Regions from separate parts of the Rattus norvegicus genome. Here region 2 is linked to region 1. Evidence: chromatin contacts called from public Hi-C data. All regions are on one chromosome and are shown on one strand. Each heading gives the region's core, a stretch centred on a gene start, on an enhancer-like site or on the middle of the called end of the contact. The rest is flanking DNA. Distances are from core to core; before and after follow the strand shown. Region 1 overlaps Epm2a (EPM2A glucan phosphatase, laforin). Region 2 overlaps Utrn (utrophin).

Region 1 (3,227 bases), core at 623-3,122:
TAGCATTTGTGTAACAGTCATAGAGTATATCCAACTTGGTGAGTTTATTTTCATATGTTGCTGGACTTAGTTTTTAATGTCAAGTTCCTGGTGTGCTTGTTGATCTTATAATAAGTTTTCCTAAAACAGTAATAAAAGTAGTTTTAAAAAAATTAGTATTATTTCTTATATCCTTAAAAATCCAGCCTTTCCTTATCAGATTGAAAGAGTAATTGTACTTAAATAGTATATGTTACATGCAGATACTGAAAACTCAAGTTAGAACCTTAGTAATGGTTGACCCTGTATGATCTTTCTAGAATTCTACCAAATATCTGGTTGGGTAGCTGCCCTCGACAACTGGAGCATGTGACCATCAAACTGAAGCATGAACTGGGAATTACGGCTGTCATGAATTTCCAGACTGAATGGGATATCATCCAGAATTCTTCAGGCTGCAACCGCTACCCGGAACCCATGACTCCAGACACCATGATGAAGCTGTATAAGGAAGAAGGCTTGGCCTATATCTGGATGCCTACTCCAGACATGAGCACTGAGGGTAAGGGCTGGAAGGAGCACTCTGGGTTCCTGAGGAACTTGCTTCAGGGGCTCCTGTTTGTCTTTCTGTCATCTATAACTGAATGCCTTAACTGTGAGTTATAAAAATGGAATCAACATAAGGATTTAGGTTTAATATATGTTTAAACACTTTGACAGGATTCTGTTTAATGTGGCTTTATATACGTGTGTGTGTGTGTGTGTGTGTGTGTGTGTGTGTAATCTACTGTGTGGTGGCGTTACACTGATGACTGGGAACACAGAGCATATAGTCTCTAAAGGGTGGCAAGTGTTAATGAATGAACTAAAGTAGGGGTTTAAAAGCACAACGGGTTGGTTTTAAAGACACACAGATAGTTTGGAGAGCTTGTGTAGATAATCTAGAGAGCCTTTTGAGGTAGTGATGTCTGAGGTACCGTCTGAGCAGTGACTGGGGAGAGGGCAAGATGGGAGAGGATGGGAGAAAGCAATTTAGAAGAGTCTTATGCCCCGAGAGGATGTGTCGCGTTGTGAACTGAAAGATCAATGTGGCTAAAGAACTGAGAATATGAAAGCACCCTTAGGACTTGAGCTACTGCAGCGATGTCATAGGAACGATGTCACAGGAATGATGTCACAGGAATGATGTCACAGGAATGATGTCACAGGAATGATGTCACAGGAATGATGTCACAGGAACGATGTCACAGGAGAAGGGGAAAGGAGAAGCCAGGGGATGTGTAGATTCTTTTTGTCTTTGTTTGTTTACCGGAAGTATTTCTTTTGCTACATGAACAGACTGGAGCTGGGTCTGGCAATCCAGTGAGGAGGGTGCAGGAAAATGGGTGATAACTGGGAGGTGAGGCACCGAGGGTGTGGGGAGGAGCACGGTAGTGAGTCGTCGTGGACTGGGAAGCATGCGAGAACAGCCATTATGAATGGGTTATCATGGTCGGGTACCGCTGGGGAAGCAGGCAAATAAGTCATAGTTGTGACAACGTAAGTACGCAGCAGCAAGACAAGTTCAGAATCAATTACAGCGCAGAGGAGAATGGACAGTGAACGATGCCATGTGCCCTGGAGATTATGGCTTCTCTAGACGGGCAGATAGACAGGCTACACAATTTTCATGGCATTTGAAGTAGGCCTGGCTTGGACGGGGAGATGTGGGCAGAGAGAGGGCAATGTGGGGGCAAGGAGGAGCACAGAAAAGGGCACAGAAGCTTGGACTTGTAGAAGAGCCATTTACAGATACGATTGACAGTTGCTGAAAATTAGGGCTAACTTTTCTGGTAAGAGAATGACCTCCTGATGACAGTATTAATAACGTGTCAGCAGGGGGCAGCAGAGAGCTGTAGAGGGTGCATGGGGTTGGGGAGTTTGGCGATTTGTTCTTCTGGGTAAAATTGGCAGTGAAGCCTGGCCAGGAAGCTAGAAAACATTTCTCCCCCACTCAGCTCTCTCTGTGTAATGCATGCTATGTCTCCCAACACCTCTCAGGAACAAAATGGATTAATTCATCAGCTTCAAGAAGATTCTAGGCAGACATTGTAGTCAGAGGAAGAGGATTTTGCAGAGGAAGAGATAGGTACAAAAACGGTTATGTAATGGGACCAGGACCTAAGACTGGAAAGAGTCATGTCCCAGATTTCAAGTATGTCATTCTGACTCACAGAACTGCTGCTCCCAAAGCCGGGCTGCGAAGTAGCAACTACCCGTTTCTTTGTGCGCTTCAAGCAGTGTTCCCAGGCCCACATGATTTCAGTTCTTGATGAGTTGCAGTCAAGTGAAGTCAACATAGTTTGTCTCCCAGCAACCAGAGGTCTGTAAAGCAGAGCCCCTGAGGGCCATAGGAAACCCACCTCACTGGCCATCTTGACCCTTCAGAAACCTCAGGTGGAATTTCAGAGCCCTGCCTTTTCTTGAGCCAAACCCCAAACAAACCAGTTTGCATAAACAGAAGGACAGATTAACTCTCCGAAGACTGTTCCTCTGGTTTTAAGACAAAGAATTGTTAGAGCTTTCGAGTGTAGCACAGAGATTTTTACTTGGCTTCTGTGGTTCTAATTTCGCAACTTTGTTGCCCACTTGGGTAAACAGGAGGGAAACCGGCAGGGAGCAATGGAGCCGTTCATTCTCACTGCTACTCTCTCACCCCATCCCATGCTCTGCTAACTGAAGGGTCTGAGGTTAAAAGGCAATTTGCACAGTAGCTTGGTGTCATCTATCTGCTAGGAGCCATTGTAATTGTATTCAAAGCATGGCTGTGGGGGCTCACTGGGTCACCAGGTCAGGGTGTCCATGGTAGCTCCGTGCAGAGCTAACAGCAACAGGGTGAGAGCCAAGGAGCTCACAACTGCAGTAGCCCAAACTCTGACACTGAAGAAAGGATTTCTTTGGTTCGGATGGACCTTGACAGTTTATCAAAGAGTTAACCATTCCAGAGTGGCAGGGTGACTTTCTCCCAACAGATTAATCTATGTAGCGTACAATTACAGACCAGGGCACGTATAGATTACTCTACCTGGGTATTTTTAGAACTCCAAGAGGAGGAGCAGGATCTGTCTGGAAGCATTCCGAGCTGCTGCATAATGCTGTCGGGCGAAGTCTGGAAGGAGAGTCTGTTAGACTCGATTGTCATAGACTGGCTGCAGTCAATTGTCCTATTGATCCTTCCTGTTGTACATTTTGTCATATAAGGACGGCTG
Region 2 (3,403 bases), core at 159-2,658, 1.1 Mb after region 1:
ACCGGAAGGGTCCTAGGTTCCTGTACCCAGAGGGAACAGAGGGCACTAGGCAGGTTCCTCTTGGGCCAGGAATGTGAACAGAAGTAGTTGTCCCCTCTCAGCTCTCAGAATTGTCCTTACTTCTGACAGTCCATGGGATCTGGGTACAGCTCCAGGTGCAGGCAGAAACCAGAAGGATCCTTGCCCCTGACTGCTCTTAGGTTCCTGTATCCAGAGGGCACTAGGCAGGTTCCTCTTGGGCAAAGAATGTGAGCAGAAATAGTTATCTCCCCTGAGCTCTCAGAAATGTCTGCAGTTCTGAGAGTTCAGCTCTTTACCCTATGGGATTTGGGTATAGAGGGGTACAGGACAGGTTCAGCTCTGAAAGCCGAAACTGGAAGTGTGCTGTCCCAGACTGCTCCTGTGTTTTTGTGTCCTGAGGTTACCAGGCAGGTAGTTTGGAGCAGAAGATTCAATCTAACCTCTGCTCTCAGGTGTCTCAGAGTTCCTGGCAACTGGCTTTCAGCTCTAGGCTCAGGCAGAAACCAGAAGGGTCCTGCCTCTGACTGCTCCTAGGTTTCTAGGTTTCTGAAGCTTTTCTTTTAATATTTACTGCAACATCACAGTTGAAATTACTGTTTCATTTTTAAAAACTAGTTAACATGATATATAAATTGCCTTCTGGTTTATGTTTAAAATATACATGAATTTTTATTAGCTAATTAAATATGGTGCTGGTATGGTACAAGGCTTCACAAATGCTACACTCCCCAACTTACATAGTATGTTTAAAACATAATAAATTTTGTGTTTAGATTTGAGCATCATCTCCTATACGTGGCACTAGGTGTCTGTAAATACATACCCGCAAGTCCAAACCACTTCTGGTTCCAAGCATTTCAGATAAAGTTTACTCAACTTGTGCAAACACTTTTGACTATCGAAATTTGCAATAAGTAATTAGTTAAGTGTCATTAAAAATGCAAAGCAGAGATCTAAGAATTCCTGCACCTTTCAAAATGAATGTATGTATATTACAGATCATCTTCTAGGAGATTTACGGAAGCAACTAAATATAGTAATCTTTATGCCGCAGGAGGAAGTTATACCCACTGCATAAAGACTGTAATTACCGCCCTCACATCAAAGGGCAGCTGTCTATTATCGGGGATGTTTGGGACTTATACACTGCAGATAAGGGAATGAGGACCTTTAAATGTGAATGGTCAGTTTCAATTCATCTGAACGGAAGGCTGATATTAAACTTTAGGAATTACAGCCACTAACATTATCATTGCATATGCAAGTATGATACCCCTTCACCTCTGCACAATTCCACTGACAATGATGTATATTCAGAGCTCAGCTGTGCAGTAGGAGGAAGTGATGACAAAGGCCTGTCGGGGACATCAGAGTGGCACGGTGGTCATGTGCTCGAGCTTGCTCTATTATTCATGCGCGCTCTCATATCTTTAATCTGATCTGTTCTCCATACACAGCACAGATAAGTGCCAGTAAATAGAACCGCAGATCTGAGAAGCAAGTGCACAGAGAGAGCATTCACCAGCCAGAGCTGTCACTCTGATAACAAAGAAGAAAAATTATAAACTCTTGGTAAAGGAAGTAAGAGCCTGGCTGTGTAGGCAAAAAGGCAAAAATTCGAATTCCAGAGACGCTTGATGAGCTGTGTAACTCTGGGGAACTCTCTACCACCTCTGTACGGCCATGTACAGCCAACGCAATGCTAAAGGGGAGGCTTCTTGTCCTTTAAGATGGTGGGCGAACTATAGGAGAGCTGTGTGAACTGCCTACTGCGGTGAGAGACCATGAGAAAGCTCCGGGACGCTCACAGCAGCCACTCACAGGAGACAGCAGCTGATTCAGTTTGTCATGCATGTTTCAGAATTGAGAACATGGCTTTCGATCTTAAGAAACTGTCGTTCATGTTCTGTGTGACTTTTTATTTTCACCGAGCTTGACAGTGTTAGGCTGGCCCACATGCTCTCAAAGGAACTGCTAAGTAGATCTACCCCTCAGAGCAGTAGTAGAAGGACTGACTGACTTCCTGTCTCACTAAAAAGCTTAAGTGCATAGAATATGGAAGCAAACAGCACAGGACACTCACTATTGATAAAGCTCCAAAGACTATGCAGGAAAATTCCAAGTTTGATCCTGCTCTGAGGTACACTGCAAGTTCAGCTATGTCAGTAAGACTCTGCTCTGTCCCCAGGATAATTCACTAAAATTTAAGGGGGACAGGGTCTCAAAAGCTTCCTGTGGAAGATAATTTTAAAAGTGGAGAAATGTTGGTCTAAAGTTTGTCTTAAGAAGAGCAATGTCAAAAACACAAAAGAAGGTTAATATAATCTCGCACCTTGCTTAAGAAAGTAAGGAATAGTTTATATATTCCCAAGAGGTGTGTATTTACGATAGTTAACGATTTGAAAGACACTCGATTTCGATATAGAAGCTGTAGCCGTCACTCAGGAAGGATTCTGTGAGCCAAGGTTTTGTTGTATTTTCCCCAATGACATAAAGAACAATACGACCTAAGCCATGTCTAAATATTAATAGGAATTCTCATTTCCAAAACAACTCAGAAACAAAATGAACTAAAGCAAGGGTTTGCACCACGACAAAACTGGAGCTCTGTGGCTATCTCAACTTTGATAAATGAGAGACCACCTTGGAATATAATTTGTTTTTAATTGCCTCTTCCATCTAACTTAACTGCTGTGGACTGTTTTAGGGTATTTACAAAGTCAAGCCTCAGTGGTGCTAAACAAAGCAGACTGCTTATTTCAAAGCAAGTGCTCGACTTTTCAGAAATGCTTACCCAAAAACAGAGCCATGCTTCTTACCCATGGAATTTCTGCACATGAATGAGTTTGAAGAAGTATCTTGCTCACTGCTATTTTTAACCCACCTCCCTCCCTATTTTAGTTATGAGACTGATCCAAAGAACATGTCATGATATAAGAATGCTATACTGATAAAACCACCAAGATCACAGCCATTGACCCTGAACTTCTGGCAAAGCTGTGTGTTTGTTAGGGTACCTAGTGAGAACCTGAGTCAGTAACTAACACACATGCATTCTCATGCTCTCCCCATAGAATCTTCTTCAAGGAGTTTCAGAACCATGTTAAAGAATCTAACAATGATCATCAGAAGTCAAAAACAGTGGTTTGGTGCAGAAAGGTGCATTCTACCAAAGCCTAGCACCCTGAGTTAGAGTTCTGGAACATAAGCAGCAGATAAAGAGAACCAACTCCTACAAGTGATTCTCTGACCTCTATACAAGTACAGTGGCACCCATGGATATACTCATGTATGCACACATACACATAGGCGCACATGCATACATACATGTGCATATACATATGCACATACACATGCATACATGTGCACACACCCACACATA

What was found. A called contact is a pair of places that touch in the nucleus more often than the background predicts.
Region 2: a contact with region 1 is called in a Hi-C map of Schwann cells, with 6 times the contacts expected there. The contact joins two enhancer-like sites. A contact is called at or near these places in 4 of 12 Hi-C or Micro-C datasets (Schwann cells, liver and psoas muscle).

What each region holds. Positions count from the first base shown.
Region 1 is chr1:7,653,714-7,656,940 of GRCr8, forward strand. Epm2a (EPM2A glucan phosphatase, laforin) reads left to right here. Exons shown (of 4, transcript NM_001276762.1): 3 at 300-541. Among named protein-coding and RNA genes, the nearest start is that of Epm2a, 110 kb to the left of the region's middle. Within about 2 kb of position 1,873, at least 49 of the 93 cell types and tissues checked have an H3K27ac peak or open chromatin away from gene starts, as enhancers often do. A contact at or near this core is called in Schwann cells, where this site is marked.
Region 2 is chr1:8,798,938-8,802,340 of GRCr8, forward strand. All of the region lies in intron 50 of Utrn (utrophin), which reads right to left. Among named protein-coding and RNA genes, the nearest start is that of Utrn, 240 kb to the right of the region's middle. Within about 2 kb of position 1,409, at least 2 of the 93 cell types and tissues checked have an H3K27ac peak or open chromatin away from gene starts, as enhancers often do. A contact at or near this core is called in Schwann cells, where this site is marked.